Linked DNA regions of Mus musculus: all the other regions are linked to region 1. A link is a contact called in public promoter capture Hi-C data. All regions are on one chromosome and are shown on one strand. The core of a region is the stretch at or near the end of the contact, and the rest is flanking DNA. Distances in the headings are between cores, read along the strand shown. Region 1 holds the start of 9430083A17Rik (RIKEN cDNA 9430083A17 gene). Region 2 overlaps Shc3 (src homology 2 domain-containing transforming protein C3). Region 3 holds the start of Shc3 (src homology 2 domain-containing transforming protein C3).

The links. Promoter capture Hi-C pulls out the DNA fragments that hold promoters and counts their contacts.
Region 2: a promoter capture Hi-C map of maxillary cranial neural crest shows a contact between it and region 1. The contact joins the enhancer-like site here to the promoter of 9430083A17Rik in region 1. A contact is called at or near these places in 22 of 39 promoter capture datasets (the 3T3-L1 cell line, 3T3-L1-derived adipocytes, the C10 cell line and 15 more), 42 of 484 Hi-C or Micro-C datasets (the 3T3-L1 cell line, the AML12 cell line, B cells and 28 more), 18 of 115 datasets of contacts at active chromatin or transcription factors (the 230-238 cell line, bone marrow-derived dendritic cells, bone marrow-derived macrophages and 12 more) and 4 of 9 other capture datasets (adipose tissue, liver, macrophages and 1 more).
Region 3: a promoter capture Hi-C map of embryonic stem cells shows a contact between it and region 1. The contact joins the promoter of Shc3 here to the promoter of 9430083A17Rik in region 1. A contact is called at or near these places in 13 of 39 promoter capture datasets (the 3T3-L1 cell line, 3T3-L1-derived adipocytes, cranial neural crest and 8 more), 3 of 484 Hi-C or Micro-C datasets (muscle stem cells and stem cell-derived neurons), 2 of 115 datasets of contacts at active chromatin or transcription factors (embryonic forebrain and embryonic midbrain) and 1 of 9 other capture datasets (pancreatic islet).

Annotation. Positions count from the first base shown.
Region 1 is chr13:51,098,719-51,102,921 of GRCm38.p6, forward strand. It overlaps 9430083A17Rik (RIKEN cDNA 9430083A17 gene), which reads right to left and starts at 2,009. Exons shown (of 1, transcript NR_029463.1): 1 at 1-2,009. It overlaps Spin1 (spindlin 1), which reads left to right and starts at 2,162. Exons shown (of 6, transcript NM_146043.4): 1 at 2,162-2,272.
Region 2 is chr13:51,432,878-51,436,697 of GRCm38.p6, forward strand. All of the region lies in intron 11 of Shc3 (src homology 2 domain-containing transforming protein C3), which reads right to left. Among named protein-coding and RNA genes, the nearest start is that of Gm32834, 16 kb to the left of the region's middle. Within about 2 kb of position 2,479, at least 7 of the 459 cell types and tissues checked have an H3K27ac peak or open chromatin away from gene starts, as enhancers often do.
Region 3 is chr13:51,567,466-51,571,508 of GRCm38.p6, forward strand. Shc3 (src homology 2 domain-containing transforming protein C3) reads right to left here and starts at 1,986. Exons shown (of 12, transcript NM_009167.5): 1 at 1-1,986.

The DNA.
Region 1 (4,203 bases), core at 759-3,258:
GACCATCAGTCGAGGCAAATTTAAACCTGAGGTTGTGAAGAAGTGGGAGAAAGCAAGGCTTGAAGGGTTGATTGGTCAGTTGGGTCTGCAAGTGGCCTCAGATAGGTAGAAGCCAAGGATGACACCAAATGCCCTACCATGCACGAGGCCAGGTATTGGGGAGGCTTACACAGGAAGACCTTAAATTACAGGCCTGCGTGGGCTTACCCAGCTAGATAGTGAGGCCCTGGTTCAAGCAAAACAACCCAATACTCTTTTCCCCAAGTTACCAGGTCCCAAAATGTCAGTAAGTGCTAGGCAGATGTGAAGGCCATTTTTGTCAACTTGACATCAGGAATCAAAACTCCAAAATGGATGGGCCCACCAGTGATGGATTTCTGCTTAATTAAACCATTTGATATGGATCTTTGAGGTAAAAAAAATATACCTTTAATCCAGACCTTTTGAGGTGGGAAGAGACACGGTTAATGTGGATCTTCTGAGGTAGGAAGACATACCTTTAATCTGGGGCACACTTGTTGGCAGCTTATTTAAAGGACACGGAATAAGGAAGTTTTTGCTCTTTGCTGTCTCACTAGCAAGTCCATTCCTTCACTCACATTATAGCCTGCTTGAGATTCCAGCGTATGCTGAAGACCAGATGAGACATTCAGCTTTCAGTACTGAACAACTACTGAATTCCTGGACCTTCTGTGGGTAGACAGCCATTGCTGGACTAACTTGATCAAAGCCTGTGAGGTATTCTAATACATACTCTTTCCATATGTATATATTCATTTTGTAAGTTCTGTTCCTCTAGAGAACAGAAAAAAAAAAACAAACCAAAAAAAACCAGGCGTGTCACCAAGGAAACGGAAGTGTTCCATACTGTCACTCCAGCCTCCTTCCCTATCACACCCTTCCTTGTTCCTGTCAGCCTCCACGATCAAACATTAAACACAACAAAAGCTAATCTTCTCTCAGTGATCTCCAGGCTGGCTGCATCTCTACTGAAATTAGCCCTCTCTTCGGTCTGTGACTACGTTGCTCCTGCCAAGAATGTCATCTGAGACAAGCATTTTAATTTGAGCAGGCACATATCAATCTTATTTTGAAAAAAAAAAAAAAAGTGCCAATGGAATCCCAAAGAGCACAGCGAACTAAGAGCCGTGCTGCAGGTTTGGAGTGCGCAAAGGGCTTTCCAATAACGTCTTGTAATTCGACCTGGCAACACTCTGGCAGGAGGCTTATTACAATGCGGCAGTGCTACAGCACTCGAGGAACCAGGTCGGTGACCGCCTGGATCCAGACACTGGGTTAAAGGAGGGAAGGAGACCCAGACGAAGCTTCAGGTCCCGTATTTCACTTCCCCTCAAACCAAACCATCCCGGACGTTTTCTTTTTCTCTCTTTCCTTGCCCACAGCCAAACAGATCCTCAATAGGCGATCTTAACTGGAACCAGAGTCGCACGGATTCTCGTGCGATCGTGGGAAGTCTTGGCTTGCAGCCTCGCGAGGAGCCCGGGGTGACTTCTAGAGCAGCGGCTGCAGCTAGGCCAAGGCTAGGTGTTTGCAGCAGCCACCCTCAGCAGGTGTTCGCAGGAGGCCCTGAGCTTTGCAAGCTGAGCCTAGTTCCTCAGCCACTGCGCAGTGCGGCGTACAGCAAGGCGGTGTGTCTTCAAGGGAGCATGGGGGAGCCTATCCATATTTTTAAAGGGCTCGCGTCCTGCAGTCCAAAGCTGCTGCTCCGCAGGAAAGTGCACCTGCGCGGCGCACGGTCATGTGACCTAGCCTCCTGCATCTCCGCAGCTAGCCAGGCAGCTACCCGAGACAGCAGACGTAAGGTCCCAGGACAAAGAGTCAGGATAGCTCCTGGAAGCCGTCCTCCCGTGCAAGAGTAAATACCAACGCCCGCTACTCTCCGTTCGTCTTCCCGACCCTGCTCCGCTTGTAAGAGAGGCCGGCTCTACGCCAGGCCCGCGGCTCCCCAGCGTGTACCTCGCCGCTCCGGGTGCGCGCCCCACCCTCCAGGTGAGCAGCGCCAGGCCCCGCCCCCGCCGCCAGGGCCCGCCTCCCACCCGCGCCTGCGCAGTGCGTCCGGCGGCGCCGGGCGCCGGGGCGGCGCGGCCGTCGCAGTTCGGCGGGCGCAGTGCGCGTGCGCCGTGGCGGCCGGGGGGCGGGCGGCGGCCGCGGCGAGGAGCGGGGGTGGGGAGGCGCCGTCTGGCTCGGGCTGGGCCGGCGGGGAGCACGAGCGAACCACGGCGGCCCCGTGGGCAGCCTCGGTGGCCGACAGGTGAGACGCGCGTGGGGCTGGCTGCAGGGCCGTGAGGGGGGAAGCGAGTGGGCCTCTCACGGCGCGCGGACCCAGGTGAGCATAGCCCGCGGGGCCCCGGGCGCATTGTCCGCGGGCGGCGCCCCTCAGCGCCCCCTGCCGGCCGGGCTCGGTGGGGCCGGGGCGCGGCGGGCTGGGGCCGGGGCGTGCGCGAGTTCCTTTGTTCGTCGCCCCCGCCCGGTCCCCGCCGCCCCCGCCAACATGGCGCTCGCGGGGTCCCTGCCCCAGCCCCGCGGCCGCTTCCCGCGCGCTTTGTTCCGTGCCGGGCGGGGGGCGGGGGCGGGGGCATTGCGTAACCGGGCGGGGGAGGGGCGTGGCGGGACCCCCGCGACGGGTCATCCCGGTGACGCCCTGCCTGGGGGGCTCGGGGCGCGGGCCTGCGTGACCTTGGGTTTGCCTCCCCGAATGCGCCCGATAGATGTGCGGTGCGGATACTGCGCAGCGCCGGGGGTCGCGGTCCCTGGCGGCTTCCTGCACGGATGGTGCGTTCTGGGCCTTTCCGGGAGGCGGGGGGTGTCGGGTTGAGAAATGGCTTCAGTCATCCACGACGTTGCCTGCGCATCTCAAAGTTTGTTTACGCAATTGTTTTTATATTGATTTGGTTTCGATGGTCTATGAATTGGGTTTCGGGTTTTGTAAGGATTTTTCTCTCTGTGTGTGTGTGTGTGTGTGCGCGCGCGCGTGCAGTCTTACTTCTGGTTTAAAGGCTTGTTTATTTATCGTGTACATCCAAAAGCAATACAAGATTCGTTCAAGTGTTGTAAAGGATTTTAGTGTGACTAGCGAGAAAGATGGTATCCGTATCGAAATGCGAATGCCTCACTAACTTTCCTTGGAATTTTCTGGAAGAAGCTGCAGCCTGAAAGGATTGATGGAGAGTAATTGCCTTCTGCATAGCTTTTGTTAGAGAGTGAAAATGAAACCGGATCTTAGACGTTTTTTTACCTATACATCCTGAGCGCACTTCTGAGGTGGTGAAATTTTGGAAAGATAGAAGAGGCACATCTTTAGCCTTTTTAACCCCTTCAGTATTAGTTAATGGGTGAACACGATTTACAGGATGTCCGTTATCAGATTTGGTAATTGTGTATTAACGTAGCCTGCTATGTTTATAAAAACGTGTAGTGTTTCTCTCAATAAGTAAAACGAAATTAGCTTTAAAATCCTACTTTGACATGCCTAAGAAATGGATCAAGCAAAAGGCTTTCAGTCTAAGTGAATTTGTATGAGGTCTCCTGTACTCTAGACTGGCCTTGCGCCACTCTCCTTTTTCCGCCTGGAGTACAATCGAGTGAGGGGCTGTCTTTTTATACTTAGGATTTTTGAAATATATGTGTGTGGATGTTTTGTCTGCATATTTGTCTGTGTACCACATGTGTGTCTGGTGCTCAAGGAGTCCAGAAGAGGGCTCTGAACTCCCGGGACTGGAGTTAGACAATGGGAGTGCTGGGAATCAAACACGGGTCCTTTGGAAGAACAGCCAGTGAGTGCTCTTAACCGCTGAGCCATGCTTAAGGTTTTTTAAAAATAGATTTTCACTATGGAATTTCTCTAGTCAAGCCCACTTTAGTGTTCAAAGGAGGTGCTTTAAGCCTTTCTGGGATAGCTAAGCTCTGATGCTGCCCATCTCTTACATAGGATAGGGTGGTCACCCTTCACCAGGCCTAGTAACAGGATTGTAACCCTAGTTGTTGAGGAGGGTTGGAAGTTTAAGGACAGCTTGTATAATTTAAGGTCCTGTTTCAAAAAGTCAGAAGTCTGTGGTAGAGCAGTTGTCCTGCACATACATGTTGGACTCCAGGTTTTGCCTCCTAGTACAACAAACTACCTACCATGTAAACGTTCCTTAAATAGAATAGGTTGTTTTAGGGAATGAAGGCATTTCTTTCATG
Region 2 (3,820 bases), core at 1,229-3,728, 330 kb after region 1:
GGGAGGGAAGGAGGGAAGAAGGGAGGGAGGGAGGGAGGGAGGAAGGGAGGGAGGGAGGAAGGGAGGAAGGGAGGAAGGGAGGAAGGGAGGAAGGGAGGAAGGGAGGAAGGGAGGAAGGGAGGGAGGGAGGGCACCATATGGGAAGTACAGTGGTCTCTTGGTGTCTCTGGTGAGGCACCTCTCCAGCATCCATAAAACTGTGCATTTATTGCCCCTTGTGTTTTCAAGACCCACTATGGACATCAAAATCCAGAGAAATTCAAATCCCTTATTTGTAACATGATTCACCATTTGCAAAATATACATACATCCCACCATAAATTCAAAACAACCTCCAGATCTCTTGCTAGATTTACAGGCCAGAGGCTGCCCCCACCCCCACCCCAGGCTGTTCTCCAACCTTCCACTACCCCATTCTCTCCCACTACCACTCTACCCCTCCCACCATCCCCTCTGACACCTAACCCATCCCCTCCTACCACCACCTCACCCCTCCCCTCCCCACCCCACCCCAACCCCCACCCCTGGCAGCTCTCTTTCTGGGACAGAAAGTGACAAAACCGTGACCTGTGACTTCACGGCTCTTGTAGGGAACTCATTTCTCTCCCTTCCACTGCAGCTGTGAGCAAGCCCAGCTCCCTGGTCTCTGGACCAAGGGCCACCTTGAACTATATCTTCCCTTCTCTCTAGTGCCTTCTGGTGCCTGGCATGTAGACCACACCAGGGTAGGATGTGGTTTGGAGAGCTTGGCTTTGTGCCCCACACTGAAATCCTGTAAGGCTCAGAAGCCCCAATTGTCCTTAGGGACTGAGGGACCCTTCTCTCAGGACTCCTTCATGCTATATGACCTTAAGGGCATTGAAGGTTCTCTCTTCACGACCTTATCCTTCTGCCTCTGGACCAATGTGCTCTCTCCCCCTCCCCCTCCCCTTCTCTCCCTCTCCCCCTCCCCCTCTCCCTCCCTCTCTCCCTCTCCCCCCCTCTCCCTCTCTCCCTTTCCCTCTTCCTTTTTCTCTCCCCCTCCCCTCCCCTCCCCCTCCCCCCCCCGCCCCCCTCTCTCAGCACTCTGTTCTTCCTTATCAAGGTCTGGTCATGGCTGTCTGTCCTCCTGAAGCTTTCTCTTCTAACAAAGATAAGTCCTGCCTCTGTTTCCCTTTTCTACACGCCTGCTGTTCTCCCTAACATTTACAATGCTGTGGACATGGCTGTTCCCGAGCTCAGTCTGAAGGACAACAGCAAGAAGACCCTTAGTACCTTCTCAGTACAGATGGTTTTCTCTAAGTCACAACCGCCCATAAAGGATCCTGTCACAGGCAGTTCCACCTTGAAAATACTGTCTCAGGAGCTCTGTGGCTGGGGAAACGGCCAGTCTCTCGTGCCAAGAAGATAACTTGGCAGCTCTTGTGGGCTCCCACAAAACCCTACTGCAGACCTCACCCATCTTTGGGAGCTCAGAAGAACTTAGAAGGTGTGCTGTCTCTTCAAGCCTTCAGGGGTTGGGTGCTGTCTGACCCACCACAGAAGAAATCACAGGGAACCTTCAGTTCTGCGAACAGGGGGAAGCAGACACCGCTACCCACGGGGTCTCCAAATCTGTCTCAATGATCACAGCATCAGACTCATGAACAGAGGAAGGCCCACAGGGAACACAACCATCCCTATATCTCCGTGAGATCCCACAAGGTCAGAGTCAAGCTAGAGAAGAGGAAGATGGCATCTCCCTGCAGGTGAGTCTCCTGGGGAACAACATCAAGGCAGGATGCCTGCCTGTCTAAAATGGCTCCCAGGTGAGGCACCTCTCCAGCATCCATAAAATTGTGCATGTATTGCCCCCTTGTGGTCACAAGCATGCAATATTAGGGGAATTGAAAGTTTCCAGGGGGAAGGTTCCTTCAGCATGGTTTGTAGTGCTTGGGAAGGTTTTGTTCCTGGACAGCAGCTCCATCACTCAGAACTCTACACGTATGCTAGCCCAGGAAGAAGCTGAGAGGGGCAAGCCCACAGCACTCCAGGAGCGACACAGATTCCCCCAAAATAGGTCCTTCCCACCCAGGACCTTCCCTGACAAGGAAGTCATACCAATCCAGAGCTGACAGTGACTTGACACAATCACAGTGGGTGGCACCTTCATCTCTGCCTTCCTGGAGAGTGATCTAAACATAGTCCTGGTGATAGCCATCGCCTAGAAAACCATTGTGCCAGGCAGAGACTGGTCCCAGCTGCCCACAGCAAGGATGGCACACAGTCTAGTCAGAACTGGGCCTCCAGAGGGGTACCCAGGCAGGAACTTGCCTAGCTTCAATGTTGGCCAAGCACCTAACAGTGCCTGGGCAGCCCAGAAACTGGGAGGAAGATGCCTAACACTACTGGCAGGGGAGCTAATCCTGCTAGGACACATGATAGGAGACAGAGGGATCCGGGCAGGCATGTGCCTTACTTTGTGGCTTGGTAGCATGTCCCAGTGATTGATAGACTTGAGTGCACAGGTCACTCCTAGTCTAAGCCACTCCAAGCCTGGGCTTCATAGCAGCGGAAGTGCACAGACTTCCTCAATGTGATGGGAACTGTCTCAGAGGGATCTCCACCCAGAACCTCAGGACCTTCTCTGATCTGCATGGAGACCTCTGCTGACCTCCTTCAGTCCAGTCTCCCCTTCCTTCTAGATCTACATCCTGTCCATTGCTAGTTCCTAGGAATGGTTGGGCTGTAGACACAGAACACACAACTCCCATGCCTCACACATTCCTCTTGTTTGTTTACACCTTCAGAGGAGAAGACCGCAAGTAAGAATCAGGCGAAATGAAACAAGCTGTCTGCAGACAACAGCAGTGACCCCAGGTAAGGCACTTCTGGGAGTCAATGAAATATTGGTCTCTTCCCCTTCCCAGAGTCAGATGCTCTGCTCCAGGAGGTTATCTCTCTCTCTCTCTCTCTCTCTCTCTCTCTCTCTCTCTCTCTCGCTCACTCTCTCTCTCGCTCTCGCTCTTGCTCTCTCTCCTCTCTCCCTCTCTCTCTCCTCTCTCTCCTTCCCCTCCTCCTCCCTCTCTCCCCCTAACCCTTCTCTCCTTCTCTCTCCCTCTCTTCCTTACTCTCCTTCTCCCCGTCTCTCCCCCTTTCTCTGCCCTTTGCCCTCTTCCTTCCTCCCCCTCTCTCCCTTCTTCCCTCTTTCCCTACTCTCCACCTTTCCCCTCTCTTCTCCTTCTCTCTGCCTCCCTCTCCTTTCTCTCTCCCTGTCTTTCCTTGATGTTCAGATAGATACAAGAGAGAGACCAACCTCATGGCACCTAACACAGCATCCTATTTCTAGCAACCACCACGACCATATCCTAAAACACCACAGCACAAAGGGAACAGACCAATTCCAACTCAGAAGACAAGTCAGAAAACAGAAAGAAATTCAGTTCACATAAAACAAAAACAAAGGACTTACTACATCCGCTAAGATAAATGTATGAAAAAAATTATTCAATGGGTGACAAAGTCTTTTAGAAATTAAATACACAATTTTACAAAGTATATGAACATATGCTTATGTGAGAGAGAGAGAGAGAGGGAGAGAGAGAGAGAGAGAGAGAGAAAGAGAAAGTTGATAAGGTTGTCAAGAAACGTTCCAAAGCAGCAGAAACTTGAGGGAAAGATAAGTTGTTATTCCTGTAACTTTCCAGTAAGTTTATTTTTAGTGTTCTTAATGGTGGAGCTGTACACTAATAGTATTTATAAGCAAAAAATGACAAGAGGTCAAGCAAGAATATATTACAAAATTATTTTAAATACTTCTCCCTTCCCTTAATTCCTCCTACTCTCCTTCCTTCCTGGAAAA
Region 3 (4,043 bases), core at 736-3,235, 470 kb after region 1:
ATCCACCCGGGCGCTGCTGCTGCCGGCCCTGGCGCGGACTGCCGCGCATAGCACACGAGCCGCGGTCCCCCGAGCGGGACGAGGAGCCCGAGTCCCAGGACAGCCTTTCCGGAGAGGGACAGCCGAGGCCGACGACCGAGCCCTTTTCACCGTTACAAGGCAGCAGAGCAGCAGCCACGCAGCGCGGGCCCTGGAGACCGAGGGTTGGGGTGGAACGCTTGCCTTGCAAAAGTCATAGTTGCGGCTGATGGAGCGAGCGGCCAGCTGCACGGGGCTGCTCCCAGCAAAAGCGTGACTCACTCTGAGGAGACCCTTCTCAACAAAGGCTCGGTGAGCTCCGCAAATCACTTCCTGTAGCAAAAAGAGAGAGAAGAAAACGACATCCACCCGCTGACAGCAACTACAGCCAATCAGTTCTCAAATTTCCTTTTTCTACCTTCGCAGATATTTCCTTCCAGTCTTTGCCTTTTCACCTACCCCCTCCCCATCCCGCATCTGTGCCAAAGGTAAATCCAGTCCCGTCAAATGATCTCTTGAACTTTCCGCAACCCATTATTCCGTGCAATGGCTTGCTCTTCCCTTGCTCAGCTCATGTGGATGAAGCCCAGAAGTGTCTGACAGGGATGCGTTCAAATGTGACGAAGGCTTTTAAAGAAGTCTTCAAGGCGAATCCTGATGAATCCTGATTTTGGAAAGTAGCAAGAATTTTAAGTAGGAAAAAAAAAAAGAGGGGGGACCCTTCACCAGCAGATGAATATTTAAGAAAGAAAGAAAAAAACCTGTCAGTTTCCTGTGGTTTGCTTTTCTTGTTCAGATCAGCAGAGCAGCCATGTATCTGTGGCGGTGCAATTCCTGTACCAATTCACGAAAAAAAAAAAAAATCAGCACAGAAATTTCTTCTCAGTACAGCTCAGAGGGGGTCTTCCCTAATAATTTACAGCAGTCAGCAGCCGTACTCAGCTAGGGTTCAGTTGAAAAATCTACTTCAAAAAAAAACCTGCATCTCTGCTGAGCGGCAACAGGCTCCAGAAATCCATGCCAAAAAAAGAGAGAGAGAGAGAAAGAGGGCCGCGTTTTGAGTTTTATTCCAAGTGAATGTGTTTCAGCCCTGGAAGCATGCCTTAGTAGCATTACCAATCCGTTTCAATGTCCCTTCAGTTGCTGCTTGCAGCCCTGCAGTCAGGCAGGAAAAAAAATGCGGCTGCTCTAACTGTCCATCAAATCCACAGCAAGAATGGCCTCTTCCTTGCGAGTCGGGCCCAGGCTTGCAGTGACACGCACAGGCCTTCTTCCTGACGCTTGGGAGAATAGGACATCGACAGCCTCCCCGAGGGTCTGACCAAGATTCTGAGACCCACTGAGCCCTTCCTCGGTGGCCTCTACCAGGTGGCCTCATGTGTTAAGACAGATAACCTGCACCACCGAGAAGTCAATCGCTGTCAAAGTTTCCTGGTAACTTCTGTGCAAGCGAATGCATTTGCCTTCTAGCACACTAGCAGGTCACCCTGAGTCTTCTCACGCCCAGGGCTGATCTCGGGAGGCAGTGCGGTTCCCAGGCTTTCTGGGAGCCCCAGGAAGGGAGTTTAGGGAGAGCCACCCGTGGCGGCCGTGCAAGTGAGGCCGGTTCCAGAGGACGAAAAAGCGCAGAGCCGCCAGGCCCGCCCTGGCGCAGCAAACACGTCCCCACCGCTCTCCAACCGCGCGGCAGCCCTAGCTGAACAGCCACCCCGCACTCTCTTTTCTCCCTTCCTCTAGCTCGCATAGCAACAGCAGATGCGCACCCCACGGACGATTTCGATGGTGATTGGAGTCCCCCTCCAATCTGAAGCAAGTCAGCCCCACCATTCCCAAACCGTGGTCTTCTTCATTAGAAGCAGACAAAAAGAAAAAAAGAAAAAGGAAAAAAAAAAAAAACAGACCGAATGTGAATGAGATGCTGTTTGTGTGAATGAAAGGGCCGGCGAGCGAGCCAGCGTTTCTGTGAATGGAGCGGGTCCTTGCAGCCGGTGCCAGGCAATCCCCTGGGCTCAGGCGGCTTCAGCCAATGAGAGGCTGAGCCGATGACTCATTCAACAAAGGCTCGCTCAATAGTGGAAGATTCCATTTCAATCAAGGGCGGGATCTTTTATCCAACAGCAGTGTGGGAAAAAAAAAGAGAAAGAAAAAAAAAAAAATAACACCACCCAGATTGATTACAAAAATTCTGGGAGGAAGAAACAAGCCGGTATAGAGAGATGGGGAAAATTAGTTTTATAAGGGTGTTGGAGACTATCGGGTCAGTTCCGGGTGAAGCAGGACCACTCTCTGGGAGGTGAGCTGTACCCAAACTTTCATTCACTGGTTCTTCTACCTCACAGAGCAGCCATGAATGTACCAGCTTTTATTATGAATGCACACAGAAGACCCAGTCAAAGGCTAGCCTCTTCCCCATGAAGTCTTTCCTAATAAAGGAATAAAGAAGACCTATGCAAGCTAAGTCTCCAGAGCAGCGGAGGGGATCCCAAAGCTACATCATTTAACCCTTTAGCCAACAAGGAGACTTTGGATTCTATTATGAGGCCAACGGAGGGAGCCGACTGAGAAAATATGAATGGCGGTGTAAATTTACATACAACAATTAGACTCGTTGGTGTTAGACGTTAATATACCAAGAATATCATATAGTACAGCTAGAGCTGCTGTTAGCTGGAAAGTGATACGAATATTTTGGTGTACAGGAAAAAAGAAAATAAATTAAAGAGCCCAAATGCGTCAGATGGAATTCCACAGCCCCTGCAGGGGAACTCTGCTCACGTGCCTGTCCCAGGAGAGCCCTTTGTTCGCCCTAGGGAGCCTGGCTGTCGCTTATTTTAGGCATGATCCCCCAAAGCCCAAGCTCTGGGCTGTCAACTCGAAACAAACTGGCACCAGTGAGAACGAGGATAGATAATTCTAGATGCCATGTTCAAAGTCTGCGCTATGCTGTGACTATCACGTGTTCACTGGATGCTTATGTTGAAGTCTAATCCTGGCCACCTTTCTTTCAAAAGGTGAAAGCTTAGTCTGTGTCATTTAGGGGAGGGGCTTCTGGGACAGGACTGGGATTAGGTCATCAGAGTAGAGGAGCAATAGCCCAGTCTGTAAAATGCTTTATCTTGCAAGCAAGAGGACCTGAATTCAATCCTCAAAAACTCAACATTTAAAAAAACAAAACCAAAAATACTAACAGACAAACAAATAAATGGGCTGACGACCCAGTGTTACACAGCCAGCCAGCCCAACCCCTCAGCAAGTTTTAAGCCAAGAAGAGACCTTATTTCAAACAAACAAGATGGGGTCAGCAAGATTGCTATCAACCTTGATGATTGGAATTTAGTCCCCAGGAGCCACACAGTGGAGATGATGTTGTCCTCTGACCCCCTACACATGTGCTCTAACATGCATCTAATGAAAAGCTATTTTTAAAGAAAACATGGCTGTCATCCAAGAAATGAGAGTGGAGGCCATACTCTGTCCTCCACATGCAGGTATGGCACACTTCCACACAAGCACACACAAGGATGCACCTGCACACATATAACCACATAGAAGTAGAGAGTCTGAACACACACACTCGTGTGTGCACACAGGCATACGTGTTCCCAGTCTCTCACCGTCTTAAGCCCTGAGCCACCTCAGACTCTGCTAGCAAGAATCCCAAGAATTTGGTCTCTCAGCTGTACCAGACTAAGGAGCAGAGGTAAATTATCTTTATTCATAACTCACTTAGTTTATTGGACTGTGTTATTAACCAGAGATATGGATGGAAATCCTATAACAATGCCAAGAAAGTGCCTTGCCTGGGCAGCTGACATTGAGAACTGCTCACCCCTGACCACCTGTAGCCAGGCATCTTCCACTGAGAGGAGTGCAAGGCAAAGTCCACATTTCCTACCTGGAGGATTCACCTGAGTCAAGTCCTGTTCATCAGAGTGGAGAGTCTAATCAGGTGAGGAAGGGAATAAGTGCATGGGAGTGGCCAGCTTAGGGTTAGGAGCCTTCTGTGTAGAGGCATCAAGTGCAGA